2 separate regions of the Arachis hypogaea genome follow, and region 2 is linked to region 1. The links are chromatin contacts, called in public Hi-C maps. All regions are on one chromosome and are shown on one strand. The core of a region is the stretch at or near the end of the contact, and the rest is flanking DNA. Distances in the headings are between cores, read along the strand shown. Region 1 holds the start of LOC112727855. Region 2 has its middle 37 kb from the start of LOC112727855.

What was found. A called contact is a pair of places that touch in the nucleus more often than the background predicts.
Region 2: a contact with region 1 is called in a Hi-C map of leaf, with 1.9 times the contacts expected there. The contact joins the enhancer-like site here to the promoter of LOC112727855 in region 1. A contact is called at or near these places in 2 of 8 Hi-C or Micro-C datasets (both in leaf).

The regions. Positions count from the first base shown.
Region 1 is chr12:99,739,665-99,746,499 of arahy.Tifrunner.gnm2.J5K5, reverse strand. LOC112727855 reads left to right here and starts at 2,937. Exons shown (of 4, transcript XM_025777777.3): 1 at 2,937-3,106; 2 at 3,459-3,518; 3 at 3,978-4,173; 4 at 4,582-5,316. The coding sequence starts at 3,489. The coding sequence ends at 5,123. It overlaps LOC112727854, which reads right to left. Exons shown (of 3, transcript XM_025777775.3): 2 at 6,730-6,835; 3 at 5,774-6,393. The coding sequence ends at 6,118.
Region 2 is chr12:99,776,913-99,783,877 of arahy.Tifrunner.gnm2.J5K5, reverse strand. No RefSeq gene overlaps it. Among protein-coding and RNA genes, the nearest start is that of LOC112727855, 37 kb to the right of the region's middle. Within about 2 kb of position 4,842, at least 1 of the 3 cell types and tissues checked has open chromatin away from gene starts, as enhancers often do.

The DNA of each region.
Region 1 (6,835 bases), core at 1,688-4,187:
ATAAAGGAAACAAGGGTTCTTGGTTCTCGAATAAGAAGAAAGGTTGGACACCTACAGAACTCTTGACCTTAAAAAGTGGTTTTTGAAGTCATGAAAAGAGTCGTCAAAGATAGAAAAAACCTTCTAACCTTGAACAGCTCGAAAAGATATCTATCCTGACTTCTTGGTGGAGCTGTACGATTTGGTGGCCACAAAAAAGTAAAAGAAAACATTCAAAGTATGCTGAATGTCCAATTTTCGACATAAGAGTTGAAATATTTTCATGAAATCCCAAGAGTTCGGGTGTAGTTGAGAAGGGGCAAGGTTAAAAGATCGCAACACCTCTATCTCAAAGTCGGAGAAAGGAAGTCGGACACCTAGCCTAGTGAAAAAGCAATTATATGCGTAAAAGAAAGGGTATTCGGACTCAACTATAGGATCGGGTGGTTCTAAAACATAGCTCCTCTCATCCTCCTTATTCTAACAAATACTATGGTGTCTACGAAACGTATCACAGTACTCTTTATCGATTACCGAGACACAAGCTAAAAAAATTCTATCTACCTAAACCCAAAGAGCAGGGGGAATCTTAGTTGACATGTTCAAGATAACTTTGCGAGACATAAACGCTACACCTACAAACAAAAAGTAAAGAAGACCATTACTACAAGAAGTCGGAACTCGTACAAAAAAGGTCGGACAAACAGGGAAAATTAAAAAAGAAACTACTTCTTTCAAAAGGCTTATTTCAAACAGTTAAATGGCGTTTCTCCCATACAATGTCCTCGCATCGAAGCAACACCATTTGAGGCAACGCAATACATATATCAACAGAATTACAGCCACAGCCATACACAAAAGAAAGCTCGAAAAAAGAGCCTTTTAAAAATCTTTTCTAAGAAACATATTTCACTCAAACAGCGCAAAAAGCAAAAACTTCCCTTAAAGGAAAGGAGGCTACAACAGCAAAAGGAGAAAGCTCAGAAGAAGAAAACCAAACCCAAGCAAAATAAGAATTCAAGAGAAAAGAGAAGACGAAACCAACCTTGAAGAAGATTGCGAAAAGGGAAAAGCATGTCTAAACAGCAAGTGCCACGAACGTTCCTCTCTTCAAAACGACAAAAGCGGAAATGCCACAGAAGTCCACGAAAGAAAATCTTGAAAGCAAAACAGAAGTGGATGAATCACACAGGCACAGGAAAAACAAAGCGGTTCTTTTAGAAAACAGAGAAAGGGGGAAAAGAGGAACTGATGAAGACTCTTTATAAGAAACAATGAAGCCAAAACAGCTCCAAATAACTCCTTTACTCCTCATTAAAACGTGCACGGAACCCAAGGAACAATTGCCGCGCAAACGTTCGCTCAACAGTAAAAGCCTCAACGTTTAAAAAATTCAAATAAATCGGACATCCCCGACAAACTAGGCCCGACGTCCACAACAGAAGTCGCAAAATGCTCGATCCCGACCTCTACAAAGGAACGGAGTTAAGCAAGGGCACTGTTCATACTCTGGCCCAAATAGATAAAAGCCAGGCCCAATAAAGATAAAAGACCCACCAATAAAGGTGGACCTCACCATAAACCCGACCTCTTTAAAGAGGTCGGACAAAAACACAAAGGTCCAGTCCTGCTTGATTAAACAAGTAACTGCCTCCTTAAATCTCTCCAACTACTTCTACTTCTAAAAGGTAGATCCCAACAAACTCCCAAGATAAAGGGAACGCTTACCTATAAAAAAAGATAGATATACTCCAATAAAGGTGGTTATCTACTCTACTATAAATACACTGGCACCCCCAAGTATAACTCATGTTCTAATCTACTAAAAACCTGTTCAAAGCCCTTGCTAACTTAACCATTGGAGTCTCTTACAGGTACCACCTCCCACCTCCTCACGAGGAACTCGGACAGACGGCACATCCGCATATCAAGTCGGACGCTGCCACACAAAGAGATCTAGACCTCACGTTCAGACCCAAACCAACGTTTTAGGTAGTCTTCAGAATAGTAGTGAAATGTAATTCAAATTCGATATATAGAAGGTATGCATGTAAATCAAATTAGGGGCATAGATTTACATTGGAACCACGTTATATATAAATCGAACTGCTTTGTTTCAATTTACTATGACTGATCATAGGCTAAATCGACAATGTCTGTATCGATTTACTATGGGTAAGCTCAAAACCATGTGCTCCCCTGGTAAATCGAAGCTGCTTGTATCGATTTACATTCAAACATACTAAATCGACATGCGCTCATTCGATTTATATAGTTATATGCATAGAGACATGCATGTAATGTTTTTTCATTTGAGTGTTTTACCCAATTATTAAAGTATAAAGGCAATCCAATTTTGTTTTTATATATTTTTAAATTAAAATAGAAAATAACATTGCCGTTTTGTTTTTTATTTTTTTAAATTTTGAAAATAAAAAACAGCGTTATCGTTTTGTTATTTTAGAATTTAAAAGAATTATTGCGGTACCCCACAATTTAGTACAATATATCATTTTGGAAGATAACACCTAACTGAACTCAATATTTAAAAAAAATAGTTGATACTTTTTGAACAATATAGATTTTTTTTAAAAATTTTTTACAAATTCACAGACCTATCTAAAAATTTTTAGAATGCATGGACCTAGTTATAAATTTTAAGAAAAATATGAGAATTAATAAAATAATTTAACTTAAATGATAAAATTAATTATATATTTTATAAAAAAATAATCGAACACTAAAATATTTTTAAAATATAATTAATATAATTATTTCAACCGCACAAAATATTTTTAAATTAAAAAGAATTTAATTATAGCATTTAAATTTTCTTATGTTTAATTAAAATACATTGTAATTTAATAAATTTTTAACAGTACATCGTTTGCATAATTTATTTTTATTTTTTTTAATCTTTCATTTGAGAAAAATAAAATAGATCCTATCTTAGGGTTTTGCTGAAATAAACGGCACCGTTTCCTTCATTCTTACAATCTTACCTCTTTCATATTTCTGGCTTTTGTTTCGTTCAATCAACGATTGGCACCTCACCTTCTTCACCAGCGCGCCTAGTCTCCTTTGATCTCTGTTCTTCCATTTCCATTCGCCCTTTCTACTCTCCAAGGTTTCTTGCTCTCTTCTCTCTTTCAACTTCTTCTTCACATGTTTGCTCTTACTTTCTCTTTGTTTCTTATTCCTACTATGTTATCATTCTACTAGATCCTTTTTCTTTTCTTTCTTTAATGAATCAGTGCTTTGAATATCTGAAACCCAATGGCTTAAAGTTTCCCCCTTTGTTGTTCTTGAATACTCATTTTGGTGCTTCAACAATATTCCATGTAGCATGCCCATTTCTTGATATGTGAACATGTATTGATTCAGTAGAAGAAACCATGTGACATGTACTTGATTGTTGATCTTATATTTCGTACCTTCCTTGTGATTTCAAGTACTCAGGTTTTGCTTTCTTCTTGCAGCTGTAGTTCTGGAACCAGCATTTTCCAACTATGGCGCTTCATGGAACCATATTCATCAATGTGAGCTACCATTTTTCTTTTTTCACTTATATCAAAATTTCCGAAAATATATATAGAATTGAGAGGTTCTATGATGTAACATGTAAGTTTCCAGATGAATTTTAACAGATAAGATCAGTAGCGATGAATTGAACATTAAATTGAATTTTCATGATTGATTGAAGATTGAATTAAACTGCTTAGGGTTTAGGCCCTAAACCCTAAATTAAACTGAATGAACAGGAACTTTTGGCAAAATTTAAGCATCTTCAATGATATGGGCCATTTGACCTTTTTAAATTAAGAGGGCCTTCTGTGAATATTGTTGAAGAAAATTTGAATGATAAGTTGCTGTGGATTGAGCATAAAGTCACATTTTCCCCTCATCCCCTGAAATTATTATAATTTTGTCATCTTTTTCAATTTTAAGAAAAAAAAAATTCTTGTTTCATAACGCTTGATTTGTAATTTTGTATGCAGGGTCTTTCTTCTAATACAATCAAGGAATTTAATTTCTTACCGGGTTCATTCATCAATAACTTTCAGAAGCTTCATTATGTTTCTCTTCCTTCCTCTAATCCAGTTAGATTAGTTTTTGGCAAAAGTTTTGGAAGAAGTGACCAACTGTGTCTTCTGCCTGCCACTCAATGGCCAAACTTGCAAAAGCAAGGATACAGTAAGTATCTTTGCTTGAAACCTTATAGTTAAGAATTTATTGCTTATGCATTGATAGTTTAGAAGAGTTTTACGCAATCATCTAATTAGCGTTTATATGACCTAAAAAAGGGTTTTACGCAATTATCCAATTAGCGTTTATAAGACCTTTTAGGTGGTGAAGTGGCAACAAATGATTGTATATCTACATAAAACTTTTTTTAAAAGTGAAAATGAGAATTGGTGGGACATTTTTTTTTTGGATAATATCATGATTAGTGCGTAGTCTCTATGTTGTTGACTAGTGTCTTTTTGGTTATATCTTGACTTTGATTGAGTTCAGATTTCTGTGTCTACAACCCCAAGTTTCTTTAGTCCTTGTTTTGCAGATTGTAGTTACGCATTAATATGTGCCTGTGTTTTCTATCAGGGAGGCAACAAAGAGTCAAAAGTGAAGACTCAGAGAGCATCTTGAGTAGTGAGAACATCGCATTGGATGAACAGACTTTGGAGGAGGAGTTACGGAATGCCATTGCGGAAGAGAACTATGCTAAAGCAGCAAAAATAAGGGATACGCTCAAAAATCTCCAAAAAGATAGCAAGACAACAATATTCGGCATAAACAGCCGGTTTTATGAGTCGTTCAGAAATGGGGACCTGGCAGCAATGCAAGCCCTGTGGTCGAAGAAAGACGAGGTGTGCTGTGTTCACCCTGGTTTAAAAGGGATATCTGGTTATGATGATGTTATTGAGAGCTGGAATTTGGTTTGGGCAAACTATGAATTTCCACTAGAAATTAGGCTAGAAGACATCAAGGTTCATGCTAGAGGGGATATGGGGTATGTTACTTGCATGGAATTTGTCAAGACAAAAGGAGGAAGATGGGGAGGGCAATTTGTAACCAATGTGTTCGAGAAGATTGATGGCCAGTGGTATATTTGTATCCATCATGCTTCCCCAATAGACTTATGAATGAATACTTGGATGTAGATATGAAGTTGCCTTTGTTCCCTTCATATATAGTTAACATCACACTTTCTAATTTTCTATGACTCTATCAATTTCTGTTTTGGGTTGTGCTGAAAGCTTCAAGTCTTCAACCATCTCCAAAATGTCGATTATAAGTTTTATAACTTCACTGCTCAAATACAAATAAATTTGTTAAGTTGTCCCTAGTCTTTAATACAAATAATGTTCATGCATAGGATGGAGTTAAACAAATAAATAATAATGTATGATAAGTATTTGCTTTATTTATAAGCTCTTACACCTCATGTTATAAGTTTCATTGTCGCAGAATATTTCTCTGACGTATTTCTGCAAATTTGAGATACAATTTTACGTTGCGGGTTATAAACTTATATTGCTCTCATTGCATATCATGAATGGAATGAAATGAAATGAACCACCTTATGCAAAAAATCAACATAATTTGTGATTCAACAAATACTTCTTACTTTGATTTATCCTCACTCATGGCAGTAGAATATCTGACTGAGGGTATGTTTATTTGGGGGCTAAAAATGTGATTAAAATTTTCATAAGTGAATTTATATGTTGATTTATACATCAAATACATAAAACTTCCCCGGACAATTTCACTTCCAAGCATATAAGACTGCTTTTGTAGTTCATACTGCAGAGGATAAACCCTACTGGTTTCATTTATTGAAGGTTTGCTTTGTACAAAGATGCTGATGTTGCAGCGGTTTCTTTTGTACAATGAATAAAAAGAGCACAATGAGCATAACCATATCTGCAACAACATGTTCTCTGGTGAAAGGACTAATGCTATACCAGATTGCATGTATGAAAAGGGTGGAAAGAAAAAAGTTTGGAGGGGCTAGAGAAATGTGTTTAAGTGCATTAAATTGCTACTCTTCTCAGCTACTTGTAGATCATTAAAAGCTAACTATAAACCGGGAGAAAAAATAGATAAATAAAAAAAGAAAAAACCCTCATCAAATCAAACTCTTCCTACAGGAGAGAGTGGTGGAATTGGAGTGTACTTTAAGGGTGCTTTTCCTTGAGGCCTGTTGTTGTTCTTGGAACTAGGTTCCTTAAGGTTATCTTCAAGCATGCTACCCATTTCCAAAAAGCTTGGAAATTTCTGGCAGCTCAAAACGGCGACAGCGATGAAGAATGCCTGTAAATAAGTGACTGATGAATGGAACTCAACCGAGTAGAATCCATCCTTCAACGGTGACAAGGCGAAAATGGGTGTGTCTTGCTTATCTCCTTCCTGAGAGTTATGACAGGTATGCTATGAGAAATTGTTATCTAGTACAACAATCCAGATCATAATATAGAAAAATTTTCTTGGTTCACTTTGAAATATATACATATATCATCCTTGGATTTCAAAGTGCCATTTATTTAAAAAGTTATATCTTTATTCCCCAGTCTCCGCACATTCCAAGTACAATAAACAATGAAACATCTACACTCTAAATTTGTTACTAAATAAGAGAATGTTGACCAGCAGTTTTGTAATCAATTCTTGATTTTACGCCTTTTTTCTTTTTAATTAGTGTGACAATAACTAAATTGACATATATAAGAAGTGTGGAAGCTGTACCTCGGCATAAAGTTGAAAACGGTCATGGAAAGGTTTTGGAAATTTCGGAACGTCTGAACTTTGCTGCTTCTGGTTAGAGAGGACAAGCAGTTTGCAACCAATGTCC
Region 2 (6,965 bases), core at 3,593-6,092, 35 kb before region 1:
CGGCCTTACTTTTTGGAAATCCATCTTAATGATGGCAGAAGCTTTCTTTCTCAACTTTAGCCACTGAACAGTTTCACAATCTATCAAAGCCCCATTATGTATTTCTTATCTTTCACAAAAGCACTCTGTGTCTCCTCGACTAATCTTGGCATTACCCTTCTCAACCTCCTAGACAACACTTTAGATATCACCTTATATACACCGCCAACCATACTAATCGGCCACAAGTATTTAATCTCCTTTACTCCAACAAATTTTGGTGCCAAAGCCACCCAGGTAATGTTTGAATCCTTTGGCAGCTTAGCTATCTCAAAGAAACTCATCACAATTGCAATGAACTCACTCCTAATCTCTTCTCAACACATACTGATGAAATTCATATTGTAACTATCACTGTCTAGTGCCTTAGTTGACTCGCAATCCCATATTGCCTCCTTCACTTCTTCAACTGACGACAAAACCTCCAGAGATATAGACTCTTCTTCATTGATCCGACTGACCAATCCATCACAAAAACCAATTCTAGGAGAGACTTCCTGATGGTACAAGCTCTTGTAAAAATTCATAATTGCAATCTTGATCCTTACCTGATTTCTTACCACTCTTTCATTTATTACCGGTGCAAAAATTCTATTATTTCTACATCTGGCTGAAGCAATGCTATGAAAATATCTAGTATTCTTGTCCATCACTTTTGCATGCCAAGATCGCGACATTTGTTTTTTAATGTATCTCCTTCCTGATATATCATCTCTTGCAACATCTCACTAACGCCTTTCTTCTTGCTTCCATTGTTCCGTCATGTACTCCATAACTTTATCATCAACCTTTTTTATGTCATCCTCAAACTGCTTTATCTTCTTATCAATATTACCAACTTTCTCTTTATGCCACCTACTGAGTGAAACCGTCAAAGCCTTTAACTTATCAGTAAATTGAACACCCTCTAAACCCCTCCATTGTTCTTTCACCATTTGCAAGAACCCACCATGAGTAAACCATGAATCAAGGCTTCTAAACAATCCTGGACCTCCACACATCCTTGTATCTTCCACAGTTCCACTACTATAGGACAGTGATAAGACAAGTTCCTAGGTCCTCCTATCAATCAAGTCTCTGAGAACTCCTCTAGTCACTTTGTAGTAACCATAACCCTGTCAATACGGCTACAAGAGTGACCTCTGAACCATGTAAACTTGAAATTATTGAGCGATAAGTCCACTAACTCCATATCTTGTACCCAACTCCTAAACTCTATAGTAGATGCCAACAAACTAGTAGCTCCTTTCCTTTTCTCCACTTGTAAAATCTCACTGAAGTCTCCCATGTAGCAAAATGGCACTTAACTTAATCCAGCAATATAGCTCAATTCTTCCAATACAACAAGTTTATCTTACATGAGCTCTATATACAAAACAAAAAGCGCATTTAAAATTATTCTGTAATAAAGTCCCCTCAATACATAACCACCTATCTCCTTTATAGTAGTTATCTCTCCTAAAAATATTTTCATCCCACACCAATAATAAACCTCCAGATGCTCCATCAGAACCAACAAATTTCCAACCTGCCCCATCATTCCCCTAGATCCTTATGACGTCAAACTTCGTCACCACCTCTTTTCTAGTCTCAATTAAACCTATCAAATTCAATCTATATTTAATTTTAAAATTTTTCACCATAGACAACCTGCCTACACCCTTAACCCCCTAACATTCCACAAACTAAAATCATTTAAATTCTTTTTCCACACCTATAATCGGTTTTTTGGCCTGCACCTCTTTGCTTTCTCCTTTTGCTTTGCATGTCTCTTCTTTAGTGCTAGTGCTTCATTTTGCTCTTGTAAAATTGCTATGATATCTTCTTCTTCATCAAATTGGATTATTTCTGACTCAACTACTAGTTCTCCCAAGACGTTTGCTTTTTTTATATTCCAGTGTCACTGTTTACATCTAAATCAGAGTTATCCAAATCTTTTGTCTCATCTTCCGCACCCTCAATGTCTCTAACAACATTCAGGTGCCGCATACTTTCGCCGTCATAATCATCACGGACATCATTCACTTTATGGTCCACTCCATACTCAATAGCCTCATTACCTTCATTCTCATACTCATTCCTTTACAACGGCTTCACTCTCATTCCGACGTCCACTCTCATCATCAAATTCTCCGAACATTCTTGACCACTGTCAATATCTATGGAAGACTCCACTCTAGTGCCATCTAGTTCCTCTTTTCTTGCTCTTCGAGACTCCATCTTATCTTTTTTCATAAAAACATCACACCCATGACCATCGACACTGTTCAATGGCATCGCACGTTCACCTCGATCTTTAGCGTCACTCCTTACTCCATGAGTTACGCCCTTCCTCTTTGTTATTCTCGTACATCCATCATCATCGGGACTGCCCTTATTAGCACAGTGGATCGCTTCGTCATCGAACCTGCGCATTCAACATCACCTTCGTTGACTTTATTCTACACCTTCTTGCATTTGTTTGCAACTACGTCAATTTGACATTCAGCCACCGCATGAACCCGACCCATCACAAAATCACGTGGTCCTACTTCAACTTGGATTTTAGAAGTTCCAACCAGCCCATCCCTCTTTTGACCTCCTTTTGTTTGGCCCAAACTCATACTACTCACCTTTAATTCAATTGACATAACACATTGAGCCTAGAATCCTCCCTTACACTCCTATCATCATTTTTTTTCTAAAGTTAAGAGTGAGATTGGAACCCAAGACCTTTAAGTGAGGATGGAGAGACTATGCCATTTGAGCTATAGCTTGTTGGCTTCATATCATCATTATTGCTATTTAACATATATTGATTTACATTACTCCTATTATTATCAAGGTTCTGAAAATCGGACTGGTCATCGAACTGCTCTAGTCATTGGTTCACTGGTTTACTAATCCAATCGGTCCAACTGTAGTCTAACCAAAAAATTTGTTCTATAATAAAATTATAAATAAACACTCTAAAACATAATTATAGTCTAATATAAATTTTTAAATATCTTTTAAATTTAAAACAATACATGAAAAGTCATCAACCAAAGTCTTAAGATCTATAAACTTAAATTCAATACATGAAAACTATAAACTTAAATTCAAATATGAAATGCCAACATAAAAGTGTCATCAATCATCAAAATATGAAAAAATTTGCTGCAGATTTGCATATGAAATGATATGAAATGAAACATATATAAAATGAAAGTTAAAGCTCAATTTAGTTCTCCAAAGATTTTAGCACCATCAAGTTAGTCCTTTACACTCTAAACATTTTATACATCAATTTGGTCTCTCTATTTAAAATGGTGCCAGTTCAGTCCTTCAGTCTAATCTATATTTAAATACCAGTTGGTCCTTAAATTGATGATTATTTTGTTCTAAAAAAAATAACTCAATATTAAAAATCTTGGAAGTAATTGATTTGGTATCCTACATGTCTTAAACCAATTTGAATATTTACTCTATCAATTAACATATATAAAGGGATAAGCGAGATGAACTATGCATTTCCTTTAAACAATACCACAAGATTAGTTTCAATAATTGAAATTCATTTCCAATATTATCCAAAACTAAATAAGCATACAAAATTGACATAATTGGATTACATAGGTCTAATTTCATTAATCTTGTACTATTAGACAAAGGAACTTCAATCATTCACAACTTTTAAAAAAATTTTGGTCAATAAGAAACATATCATACTCAATCATCAATGCATAATAACAATAATCATGTACAAACAAGCATTGATTTTCAAAGATTGAGCTAAAACTTTCATTAAAACTCTTTGAAGCATATTGTCAAACACTTGGCGTGCAAAAGCATAAATAACACAAAATAACACTAACGAGCATTCTTTGCAACACCAATTCAAAATTCAACATCAATGACATAAAAAATCAGCAGCATTTTACAGTGACTCAGCAAAGTATCAGTTAATCAATCCAAATAATTTGAAATTCAAACTCAAGAAGCTCTTAATAGCATATTTAACTATATATAAACTAACACTAATTCTATTTAGAAAATCTTCATTCTAACATAAACTCAACTAACAGCAGCAAATAATCCTAACCAAATCAAATTAACACTAGAATCAACATATAACTAATCCTAAATTAACTAAAATAGAAAAGAAAAGGTGATATGAGAACCTAAATCGAAGAATAGAGCAAGAATTCAGGAGAGCAGGATGCAGTGGTAGTGACCAGCCGCTGCTGTGTCTAAACTCCCTGGAACTAGAGTGGCTCTGTTCTGATTTTGCGACTAGAAAGCAACAAATTCCAGTTACAGCAACAAATTTAACAAGTCCTAGTTCAGTCACAATTATTAGCTACATTTAGATTAGCAACAAGGAAAATTTATTGATTAGAAATTCAGTAACATGCAAAAATATAGGGAGAAGGAAAATCTAGAAAAGAGAGAACAGGGAAAGTGATGGTGCAGGGACTCACCAATGGTTGACGGCGAGTCTGCGACCACCCCGTGGAAGGTGACAAGGCAAGAGACAACCCCACGAGTTGCTTTTGACGCTGGCGACGAGATAGACGAACCATGAGATGCCAGCAGTGCGACTAAGACGAGAATCGAGTGAGACTAAGAGGCAAAATCGAGCAGACATAACCACGGATGACGAGCAGCAACCAACATGCACAGCTCGAGCACTCACTGGTGGAGGGAGGCACAAGCAGCCGAGCATAGAGAAGAGAGGTGAGACGCGAGCACATGATGCGGAGGATCCAGCAAGAGGCTCGATAGCACGAAGATGGAAGTTCTTGAGTGTGACAGACGGCAGCAACAGCCACTCACTCTGACAGACAACGATAGTGAGTTGTGGAGGCTAGGGTTTGCTTTCTTTGGTAGAACAGGCTAGGGGCAGTTTGCTAAAGGAAGGAGTTGGAGGGGCAGGGGGACTGTAAGGTCTCACATCGGTTGGGGAGGGGAACGAAGCATGCCTTATAAGGGTGTGGATACCTCTCCCTAGCATGATGCATTTTGGACGAGTGAGTGTGGGGGGCTTCGGCTATCATCCCTATCGTCAAAGGCAAAACCGTGAGGCCTTGTGTGCCAAAGCGGACAATATCGTGCTAGCGGATGGTCTGGGCTGTTACAGATGGTATCAGAGCCGGAGCCCGGATTGATTTGCCAGCGAGGGCGCTGGGCTCCCTTAGGGGGGTGGATTGTAAGGTCCCACATCGGTTGGGAAGGGGAACGAAGCATGCCTTATAAGGGTGTGGATACCTCTCCCTAGCATAACGCGTTTTGACCAATGAGTGTGGGGGGCTTCGGCTATCATCCATATCGTCAAAGACAAAACTGTGAGGCCTTGTGTGCCAAAGCGGACAATATCGTGCTAGCGGGTGGTCTGAGCTGTTACAGGGACAACGCATGCAATCCCTTTTTTTCTTTCAACAAAGGAAACGACGTTGTTTCTTATAAACTAGCCGGATTCCAGTCCAATCCGACTGGCTGGTTCTCGGCCGATTCAACGATTCTTATCCGATTCTTAAAATAGCAATTTCTATTAGTAAACTGACCTACCAAAGCTACCGATTCGCAGTTAGACCGGTTTGACCGGTCGATCCAGTCCAATTTTCAGAACTTTTATTATTATTATTATTATTATTATTATTATTATTATTATTATTATTATTATTATTATAGCACCATGATATTGTACGATCTAAAACCAATGTTCTGAAAATTGAACTGGACCAACTGGTTCGATTGGGTTAACTAGAAACCGCTCATCTATCCAGTTTGATTGATGTGAAAACCATTTTGCAAAAGAAAAAAATCGGCTCAAGAATCGGACGAATCGACGGTTAACTGGTGAACCCCGGAACCGACCTAGTTTTTCCCGGTTCAGTGATCTATATGTATATAAATAAAAATATTCACAATTATCGGTACCTGCCCCGCCCCTCCCTCTCTCTATCTCTCTCTCTCTCTCACACACTGCGCAACCCAACCCTAATCTCTAACAAACCCAGCCCAGCCACCATCCTATCGCTAAACTTTTCTCTTCCGGGAGTTATCGCCGCCGGCGGGGTCGCCTGTGGAAGGTTGCTCGCTTCTCCTCGATCCTCTTTTCCTCGACGTTGCACGAATGCCTTCTTGGAGCTGTTGGCGTCCCTGCATGAAGGTGTACTCCGTCGTCGTCTCTAATCGCCTTGCCGTTCTCTTCTATCATCGTCGTCTCCTCTGTCATCGCTGTCACTCCCCTTCCTCCTCGCCGCTGGTAAGCACTGTGCCTTAGATTTTGATAATACTTGGATTTTGAAATTGAAGCTGAAACCCAATCATATTCCCACCCCTCTCCTCTCTGAAACTGAAGAAAATTTGAAATTGAAAGAACAAAGAACCCTAGCCACCCACAAAGAATTTGAAATTTGAAATTGATTAGCTGGTTTGTGAGTTGTGAGTCCCTGAATGTCTGAGTTTAGTGGTTTTACTGTTGTTTGGAATTATTTTTGCTGTTGTTTGAAATTGAGTTGCTGATTAGCTAGATTGTGAGTTGTGAGTTACTGAATGTCTGAGTTTAATGGTTTTACTTTATTCCATTCATAACCAAGGCAGATATAGAAGCTTAATAAAGAACAAAAAAAAATCTCATCAATATGTAAACAATAATCATTCAAAAATTATAGCATATAAAGTAATATTATTTAAATATTTAAGACATCTAATAATAGGTACATGCCATGATGAAGAGAAAAAAATATTTTTTAATAGATTACTAGATAGTTATTAGTTACTGTTGTTTGGAATTATTTTGTTGTTGTTTGAAATTGAGTTATTGATTAGCTGAGTTGTAAATTGCTTATTTTTGTTGGTTTTACTGTTGTTTATTTAGTAGTTTATGGAATGTCTAAGTTGTGAGTTACTGAATGATTCTGTCAAATTTTTTTGCTGAGTTAATTTTGTTATTTTTTTGT